Regions from separate parts of the Mus musculus genome. Here region 1 is linked to region 2. Evidence: chromatin contacts called from public promoter capture Hi-C data. All regions are on one chromosome and are shown on one strand. The core of a region is the stretch at or near the end of the contact, and the rest is flanking DNA. Distances in the headings are between cores, read along the strand shown. Region 1 holds the start of Akr1e1 (aldo-keto reductase family 1, member E1). Region 2 has its middle 35 kb from the start of Asb13.

Evidence for each region. Promoter capture Hi-C pulls out the DNA fragments that hold promoters and counts their contacts.
Region 1: a contact with region 2 is called in a promoter capture Hi-C map of liver, with 2.6 times the contacts expected there. The contact joins the promoter of Akr1e1 here to the enhancer-like site in region 2. A contact is called at or near these places in 11 of 39 promoter capture datasets (the 3T3-L1 cell line, 3T3-L1-derived adipocytes, cranial neural crest and 6 more), 8 of 484 Hi-C or Micro-C datasets (the 63-12 cell line, B cells, the G1E-ER4 cell line and 4 more) and 1 of 115 datasets of contacts at active chromatin or transcription factors (astrocytes).

What each region holds. Positions count from the first base shown.
Region 1 is chr13:4,606,059-4,611,187 of GRCm38.p6, forward strand. It overlaps Akr1e1 (aldo-keto reductase family 1, member E1), which reads right to left and starts at 3,106. Exons shown (of 10, transcript NM_018859.2): 1 at 3,027-3,106; 2 at 1,333-1,500. The coding sequence starts at 3,065.
Region 2 is chr13:3,666,767-3,671,894 of GRCm38.p6, forward strand. No RefSeq gene overlaps it. Among named protein-coding and RNA genes, the nearest start is that of Asb13, 35 kb to the left of the region's middle. Within about 2 kb of position 3,430, at least 64 of the 459 cell types and tissues checked have an H3K27ac peak or open chromatin away from gene starts, as enhancers often do. A contact at or near this core is called in 3T3-L1-derived adipocytes and liver, where this site is marked.

The sequences.
Region 1 (5,129 bases), core at 1,856-4,355, 940 kb after region 2:
CTGTGTACAGTACCTGCTCCCGTCATCACCTGTGCTGGTAATAACACTGTGTACAGTACCTGCTCCCGTCATCACCTGTGCTGGTAATAACACTGTGTACAGTACCTGCTCCCGTCATCACCTGTGCTGGTAATAACACTGTGTACAGTACCTGCTCCCGTCAGATACTGCCATGTCCTTTGCATCCGCCGGTAAAAGAAACCACCTGACTTAGAAACAGCTTTTTTTCTCAACCTCCTACATTTTAAGGAAACGTGCAAGCATCTTACACAGGAGGACTTTGGAGCCTTGACACCTCCAGCCTCCCTCTGCTTCACAGAGACTCCCACACCTGCTGCATTCATGCATACAGCATGATTGACTTCACAGAGACTCCCACACCTGCTGCATTCATGCATACAGCATGATTGACTTCACAGAGACTCCCACACCTGCTGCATTCATGCATACAGCATGATTGACTTCACAGAGACTCCCACACCTGCTCATTCATGCATACAGCATGATTGACTTCACAGAGACTCCCACACCTGCTGCATTCATGCATACAGCATGATTGACTTCACAGAGACTCCCACACCTGCTCATTCATGCATACAGCATGATTGACTTCACAGAGACTCCCACACCTGCTGCATTCATGCATACAGCATGATTGACTTCACAGAGACTCCCACACCTGCTCATTCATGCATACAGCATGATTGACTTCACAGAGACTCCCACACCTGCTGCATTCATGCATACAGCATGATTGACTTCACAGAGACTCCCACACCTGCTGCATTCATGCATACAGCATGATTGACTTCACAGAGACTCCCACACCTGCTCATTCATGCACACAGCGTGATTGACTTCACAGAGACTCCCACACCTGGTCATTCATGCATACAGCGTGATTGACTTGCTTCCTGCTTGTACAGCTATCACCTCAGAGTCAATTTCTTAGTGTGGAGTTTGGAATGTGCCCTTTGATCACCTCTAGCAGGTGATTCCAAGTTAAGGCCGGTCTATGTAGTAGACAAGAATTCAAAAGTGCTCGGACTTTATTCTCTTCACTACAGACACAAAGGTGGTGTCACTCAACCAAGATTTCATTCATGAAAGTATTGTTGATTGGTGGTATGTCTCTGCATGGCCACCTGAATGGCCAAATAATAAAACAAAGATGTAAGCAAACAAAACATAACCTCACATGTTCACAAAGCTAGAGGAGAATCAACTACATCCCCAAAGCACCAATTCCCATAAGGAAACTGACCAAATCCTCTAGGCTAGATGGTTCCAGCTCTGCCAGGAGCTTTGCCTGCGGAAGTGGAGAAGCCTTACCTTACTGACTACAAAGAGATCCTCTCTCTTCACCACGCCCTCCTTGATCTTCTCACTGATTCCCATTCCCACCTCGCTCTCATTGTGGTATAAGTAAGCACAATCGAAGTGCCGGTAGCCCAGGTTGATAGCCAACTTAACTGCATCAGTCACTTCTCCTGGGGAGGCCTGGAATATAACCAAACACAAGGAAAGTTTCTTCTGTCAGGGGAACCCAATCCCCTTTCTCCCCCGTCATGTGGGAAAGTATAGCCAAGCAATACATAAATACTCAAATCAGTAAAGCAGTATGAACATCAGCCAGACCAAAAGGTAGAGAATGGAACGTCATAGTCAGAATATGATTAATATTCTGTTCTGCTATCTTTACTCATTCTGGAAACAGGGTGCTTTTCAGCTCTTGCTGTGTTGTGCTTCCCGATTACAGAAGGGCTAAGAACAGCTGGGGCAGGAAGCGGTCTGATATTTAGCACCCAGGGATGCATGAATCAACTGTAAACATAAAACAAGTATCACACACATGGACTCACTCAATATCTGTAGGGTACACACAGGAAAAGCTTAGTGAGACACAGACATTTCCATCAAATATGAAAAGTGTAGCTCAAGGTAGCTTTGAATTTGATCTCTTCCTTGCTTTGTCCTAAATGACTTGGTTATTGGATCAAGGGGATATACATATCTAGCATAGCGACATTATTTAAGATCATCAGTCAGTGTCACATTTGCTATGGTTTTCCATTGCCTTCACATATTTTGAAAGTCATATTCCTGTGTCTTCAGGAGATAGAATTAAATGCTTCAATTGTGTTGGGAGGGTGATTCCCCCCCCCCCACACACACAGTTTTATTTATTTATTATTTTATTGACATTTCTTTCATCTCACATCTCAGCATTCACTATGTGGTACCAAAGAACACTCAAATCACCAAATTGCCAAAATAATAATAATAATAATAATAATCCCATCCTTTTTACAAAAAATTCTGGAGAAACATTTATTTGAAAACCTTCCTATAAACAGAATTTTTAAATTTACTTTTTTATCAAAAACAAAACAAAACAAAACCCCCAAACCATAAAAAGAAACAAATTTTGATCATGCCTCCCCCTCCCCCACAACTTGTCCCAGAGTCAGACAGGCCTATTCAACTATTCAACTTCACGTTCATTATGCCCTACATTCAAAATCAACTGAGCAAGCAGTGTAACTACTCGCAAATATCTCTAATGTCGCTAGTGGACTCCAGAAGTAGACATTACACTTACATCGGTGCAATTATTTAATTATTTTTATTTGGTTTGTTTTAGCATGCAAAGTAGCACGCTTCCTTGTGGCCATTTGACACACACTCGGTTTTGCTGTGCCAAGATGAGTGCCACTAGGCATAAATGATTTTTCGGAGGCTGGGGGTCCGTGATTAGCTCACACAAGGCTAGGTTAACAGCACACTGCTTTATTTAAAGTTAGTCTAACAGCTTTGAATCCTCGCAGGGAGCAGGGTGTTTTAGGATCACAGGAGAGAGAGTCCAACTTCTCCTCTAATCCGTCTGGGGGAAAACCTTAATCAGAGCCCGGGTCTGGAAGGAATCACCCTAGGCAAAAGAAATCCCGTGCCCCTGGCTGTTTTTGAGCATGTACTCATCAGGCTCCGGGACCCTTAGCCCCACCCACACCGGAGTGTGTCCTCACCTTCCAGGTGCCCAAGCCCACTGTAGGGATGTTTTCCATGGTTCCCCTTTGCTCAAAGGCTCAGCCTCTTCCTGCACTTTAGCGGCCAGAGAGCGTTCCAGGGACCTCAGGAAATGCCGTGATAGGCTGGAGTTCTGGCAGTTTAATTGGCTGATGGAGAGGTCGCTTGGTGCTCTGATTGGCTGAGAGCATAGTCCATCTTTCAGGGGACCTAAGCAATTGGGTTTGGTTGTGCTTTATCTCTGTCCTAAATCCTCTATGATCCTAAGAATTCCGTCTCCGAGCAACCTGCCTAAAGCCCAGATCCAGTGCTCTGTCCTTCTTGCAAACAGGCTGTGGTTCAGGATATTTCCTGGACATCAGATGTTTTAGATTGATGATCGTTTCTAGTATCCTGGAAAAAACAGGTTTGACTATATCAGCTGTCTTGAACCTTGCAATGATGATGAGTGCTACTTTGAGGTGATTGCCATTTTAGTAATAGAGGAAATATAATCTGAATATCATTTTTAAGGTGTGTCTTATGGAATTAAAAAAATCAAGATTAAAAATTAAACATCTCTGGAAGATTATTCACTGTAATAAGAACTAATAATAAGGGAGGTCATTTAAAGAGAGCAAATAGTATATAGGCAGATTTTGAGGGAGGAAAAGGAAGAGAGAAATGTAATTATAATTGCAAACAAAACAAAACAAAACAAAAACAAAAACCCAAGGGTCTTCCCACAAGATAATCCCTCAAAGGAATGCCTACAAGACTGTCTCCCAGGTGATTTTTAGGTCTTATTCAGTTGGCAATAATCCTAAAATCACAAGCTGAAACATCTAGAAGGAACCAGAAAACCAGCCCATAAACGCAAAGGTAAATAGCTATTTCGAAAATATTAGCATTACTAAGATGATTAGAAAAATTGAAGATTTGCGTGTTACAGTGCTTAGAATTTTGTATCCTTCACTATGTTTGTTAATAACTTATTAAAAACTTAGCAGAATTCAACAATTTTACAATTTCAACCCAAAGTTTTGTTTTGTTATTTTAATTTCTCTGTTGCCATATTACACATCTGTTCATTTGTTTGAGTTTTTCAAGTGCTCATGGCAGATGCACTGTGGATGTGGAAAACTCTACATCTTCTCCAGTTCTCTTTTTTTATTTATATTTTGTAAAAATGGCAAAGTTAAGCCATTAACGGTCAGACAACTATTTGTAGCTTTCGATCTTTATGCAGATTAACATGGAAGTATCCATTTGCAAGAGGATGTGTTTTCAGATGTTCAATATTATTAGTACTCTCTCTCTCTGATAAGCTTTTATTACTCATAGCGACACTTACACTTTCAGTTCATAAATCTATAGAAATATTGTCCTATCTTTAAATGATTTCTATCATTTCATAAAAGGGTAGTTTGATCTAGGGATGCCTTCTTTTTTAATGGTCATTTCAGATTTCTTAGGTAGTAATTTAGCAGAAACCAATGTTACAGATGTAAATACTTGAAAAACATACAAGCATGCTTTACAAGAAATTATTGAAACCTCAAAATTTGATGAGGTAGTTTATTTTAACACACAGAAAACTTTTGCCAGGTTCTCATGGCAGGCAGAGACAAATATATACACTAACATATACATAATGAACATATACACATGCATATGTATATGTGAATGCAAATACATCTGCTCAATTATCCATTCAATAAACAGCATATTCTGGTCAGTACAAGCAACTTAACAAGGGTAAACCGGAAATATTTGGATGCCATTAGGTTAATTTTGCATATGTATTTAATAAATGTCATTTTAGAAAACACATTTTATTCTTATATATAGGTAATTGTGAGAAAAATCAACAAATTTAAAGGGCAAGCTGGTAACTACACAGGAGACACTTCACCTAAACTTTGGAACTATTTTGCAATAATTCTTCATAATTAAGAAATACAATTGAAGACACACTAATAAGTTGTATGAAAAAACAAAATCATAAGACACATGAACTTTATAAGTTGATTCTTCCTGCCCTCTGGTGGTTGTTTCTCAAAATACAGATGTGTATGTAGGAATATATGTAGGGTGTGTATAAAACATATATAAATGATATA
Region 2 (5,128 bases), core at 2,180-4,679:
AGGGATCCTCTGTCTCTGCCTTTCCAGTGCTGGAATTCAGTGTGTAATTATAGCCAGATTAGAAAAGGTTTATTTTTTATTACTTTTAGTTGTGTGTATGCATAACTAATATGAGTGTGTCTGTGTGTAGGCATACACATGTGATTAGAGACACAAGCAGTGGCCAGAAGCATTGGTTTCTCATGAGCTAGAATTATAGGTGGTTCTAAGTTGCCTGATATGTGTGCAGGGACTGCAACTCAGGTCCTCTGGAAGAGAGGGATGTTCTCTTAACTGCTGAGCCATCTTTCCAGCCTCCAATTCAGATTTTAGTCCTGCAGGAAATAGGCCAGGGCTGAGCTTCTGGTTCACAGAACCTCTGGGTTCTGATACCTGTTTGGCCTTTCCCTTGCCTGTGCGACTTTAGGGAAATCACTACCTTTGTCTATTGCTAGCCCTTTTCTGTTGGTGTGCCATCAACCTGTCTGAGAAAATATAGTCTGTTCCAAGCCTGTGAGCCGAGAAAGGCCTTCCATTGGAGTCTGTTTTGGGGGATGGTAGTCGGAGATGACATCAGTCAGAGATCTGAAGTTTCCAGAAGTTTTGCTCTAGGGGTCAAGTTGAAGTGGTTGGAAATAAGGGTGGGAGGGTGGCTGAGTTTTGGTAGGGAAAATATTCAGACCAGAACAGACCAGAATAGAGATCTGTCTGGACACAGATTCCACACATTCCTTGTAACAGCACAACAGGCCAACGATACAACAGAAACTCTAGGTGGCTCTGTTCGGGCACCTTCAACCCTTCCCTGGCAGATGAGCAACCTTTCATGTAAAGTGCCTTTTACATGGGCTGGAGTGATGTCTCAGTGTTTAAGAGCCCTGGCTGCTCTTGAAGAATACTTGGGGTCAATTTCCAGCACCCACACAGGGGCTAACAACCTTGTGAAACTCCAGTCCCAGAGTTTCTGACACCACCCTCTTCTGGCTTCCAGGGGCACTACATGCGCATGGTGCACAGACATGCATGCAGGTAAAATATCCCTATGCACAAAATAATAAAATAGAATTTAAAGTGCTTTTTAGGACTCTGTGGATTGTTTTGCGTTTAAGCATCTAGATCTCTCTCTGGGTCCCTGCCTCTGAGCAGTGGTTCAGAGAATCACGGGAACTTTTGACTGGAGACACACAGTCCTAGATCACACCTTCGTCTGGAGTGATTCTGTCAGTCAAGGATGAGGGGTCCAAGAATTTGTATTCTTTTAGCAGAGGTACCCAGAATACTATGGCAATGGGAGGAGGGACTGACTCCTTCTCACTTGTGGGTGTGTTCCCGGCCCTTTGCTCTCTTTTGACTCTGCCTTCTGATTTGAATTTATATCTTAGAATATTGTAATTCTGGAAAAGGGATGTAAAAATAGCAATTCTTTGCAAGCAGTGTTTTCTTGTCTTCTGTTTAGTCTAGGGTGGTGTGCTGGCTGTTCCAGGGCTGTGGTGGAATGCTGCTGGTGACATGTCCCCTAGCTCCGCACAGCCATCCCTGTGCACACAGCTCGGATGATCTTGCTGTCAGTCCTAAGTGTGGGGCTGGTAGGGTGCCTCCAAATGCAGGGTTGACCCAGGATACTCATTTCTTTGGTCCCCATGGGCTCCATAGACTGGAACTGAAATTTTGCTTTTGTATTATTCTAGAAAAGTGAGAAATGAAGGACTCCTGGTGTGTAAAATGTAGTCTGAGCTTAGCACAGTCCAGGATACAAAGTAAGTGCTTCAGATGGTCCCTCATGCATGATACACTCCTAGTCAACACTGACCGTAATGCTCTCTCTAGGTGGTCTTCTTCACTTTCCTGTTATTGCTCCTGAGATTGTATGGTACTCTCTGGCTGCTCATTCTCTTTATCCAAGGCCACTTGTGAAGGTTAGTACTGTCAGCTTGACAGAATCTAGGCTTTCCCAAGAGACAAATCTCCAGGCATAAGTGTTAGAGAGTTGCTAGACTGGGTTAACTGATATGGGAACATCCACTATAAATGTGGGTAGCATGATCCTATGGGACGCCTGGGGACCTGACTGGAATAAAAAGGAGAAATCAAATTGAGCAACAGCATCCATCTCTCTTTACTTCCTGATTGTGGATGTAATGTGACCAGCCATGTCACATTCCTGCAGTCACGCCTCCTGCACCATTGTGGACCGAACCCTTGGACCAGGGACCAAATAAATGTTTCTCTTCTGTAAGTTGCTTTTGTGAATCTTTCTGTTACAGCAATCAGAAAAGTGCCTAGTACATTTTCCTTAAGGCTGGGCACTCCTCGGAGGAATACTGGCCACTTTCCCCAAACCTGTAAATTCTGTTTTCTCCATGTACTCTAAAGAACCAGTCATAACAAGTTTATGGAAACAGGAAAGGGTAGAGTAAGTCAAAACATGCATTTTGGTCTCAAAACAAACCCAGAAACAGATTCACTTCCAAACCATTTCAAGCTATGATGTGGTAAGGCTCAGATGCATGGCTTGTGGGTTCTGCGTCAGTGGGGTCGTTCCCAGCCTTGAAGAAGGGGTCAGTGTTGGGAGTTTACAAAGATGGGGGAATGCAACAGCAGAGGAGATGGTCCCTCATACTGGGGCTGAGAACTTAGTGTTCCCACAGGGCTTCCCACTCTGAGCCAGCCAACAGAGCAGTGCAAACAGCCACCTGGGAGAACAGGGCAGATGGCCTCTCCACTGCGCTGACTGAAAGGCAGTCTTTTCAGGCATACTGCCACACTCCTTCTTTTCCTTGGCCCTCAGGTAACCACAGCCTCTCTTGAGATGGCTTGTTGGTGGCTTTTCCTATTGAGTCTTTGTAGAAGCTCCCCCAGCCTATTTAATTAGTTAGCCCTTTCTTCATAGGCCCCAGGGAGAGTGGGGCCAAGGCCCAGAAACACCCCAAGTCCTGGCTTATTCACATCCTTCTGCATAGAATTGCCCTTTCTTTCCATTTGCCTCTGCAGCCTGCTCTTCTACAGCCAGGGGCATGGTGCTGAGGTTGATGCTGTCTGCTCAAGTGCATGGCCACTGGCTGTACAGTGGAAAGGCAGGCATGAGCTCTTCCTGCAGGAGGAATGACCTGGTGGAGGGTCAGAGGACTCTCTGCTCTCTGACCTGTGAGACCTGGACATGGAACTTATCACTCCCTTCTCAGCACAGGGCTGGGAAGCCCATTAGGTTGAGCAATGGCTCTCCTGAGACCGTGTTTAAGGAAGAAAGAGGTAGAAAGATTCATTCATCCATTGACTCACAAATCCATCCTTTCAGCATTGAGTGGGGGACCTATGTCATTCTAGTCTCTGTAGATTGACAGGAACACTAATCCAAACAGCTGGCTCAAGATAGTATGGGGCTCTGTGCTTGGGGCTGTAGTGGCAGCCCTGAGCTCCAGATCAGCCAGACTGCAAAACTGTGGGGGAAAGAACAGGACTGGAGCCTTGACCCTTGGCCAACTGAGGCTGCAGCTGTTACTGATTACCATGCCTGCCTCATCCCTGGAGGGCTGGCTGCCCTTTCTCCAAAGAGGAAATGCTGATGCCTCCCACAAATTATAGAGAAAAAGTACAAGCTTGTGGTTTCATGGAACCAGCCAAGTCTGCCTCCGAGGCCTGGGCCTTGTGAGCTGGCTCCTTCCACTGCATGTTCAAGGGCCTGGATTGGGAGAACACTATCGAGGATTCAAGCACACGACTTCCTTATCTCCTGTCCTTGTTGAACATGAGCTGCTTTAGAAGGGTCAATGTTCGATTGGCCTCTTCCATACTTGTGATGAGAAATGGGCTACCAGAGACTTTCAGAGCAGGGAGGTCCTTGCCATGTTATTTAACTCTCCTAGCTTCTGTTTATTCTCCAAGGGACTTATAGGATAGCTGTACTTTTGCCTCCAATATTCTTGTGTGTGTGTGTGTGTGTGTGTGTGTACACATTTGTTAGCAAGTACACATGTGCATGTTGAAATAAAACAGATGTCAGCCATCAGTCTTGTTCCTTAGAACTTATTCACCTTCTCCTCTTCCTCCTCTCCCTCCTTCTCTTCCTCCTCCCCTTCTTCCTCTTCCTCCTTCCCTTCCTCCTCTTCCTCCTCTTCCTCCTCTTCTTCCTTCCCTTCCTCCCCCTCTTTCTCCTCCTCCACTTCCTCTTTCTCCTCCCTCTCTTCCTCTTTCTCTTCCACTTCTTCCTCCTCCTCTCTCTCCTCTTCCTCCTTTTTTCTGAGATAGATTCTCACACTGTAACCTGAGTTTGGGGAATCAGACTAGGCTGGCTGGCCAACGAGCCCCAAGGACCATCCTGTTTCCACCTCCTCAGTACTGGGATTACAAGTTCTACACTACCATTCCTGGTTTTTTAATGTAGATTCTGGGGATCAACTTTGGGTTCTCATGATTGTCTGGCAAACATTTCATTGTTTGAGCTATATCCCAGCCCAAACTTCAAAAATTCTTTCAAAGCTTTCATTATTCGATTGAAAGAAAAACAACCAGCATCTAACTAACTTTAGTGGAGCCCTATAACATGCAAAGTGTGGTTCTAAGTCTTTTCCATGGATTAAAATGTTAAATTCTAAGACTATCTCAATGGGCTAGAAATTCTTGTGACCTCCAGATCATGACTAAGGGAATCGAGTTCCAGAGAAGTGCAGAAATGCACGCCAGACACACACTGTTTAAGGCCGACCCTTAGGATTCCCACGGGGACACTAGACCCCAGAACCCACACTTTAATGGAGTCCATCTCCCAGGGAGGGACCAACCATCCAAGGCTGCCGTCTTCCTTTAGAGTGCCACACTGGCTTCCTCTTTAAAGGAGAATTCTGAGTTCTGTCTTGGTGCTACCTGTAGAGTGACAGACAGTATATGAGCTGTCTGGCTGCAGGGCAAGGACCTTTGTTCTTAAGTGTCTTCAAGGTACACTTTTTTATTATTAATTATACCATTTTGATTTATGCCTTGAGAGTTTCATACCTATAGCAACACTTTTTGATCCTATTCACCTCTGTTCCTGCCTCCAACCCCTCCCCACTCACCTTCCACACCCCTCTCCTATTTCTTTCTTTCTTTCTTTCTTTCTTTCTTTCTTTCTTTCTTTGTTTGTTTGTTTGTTTATTTATTTATTTATTTTTAA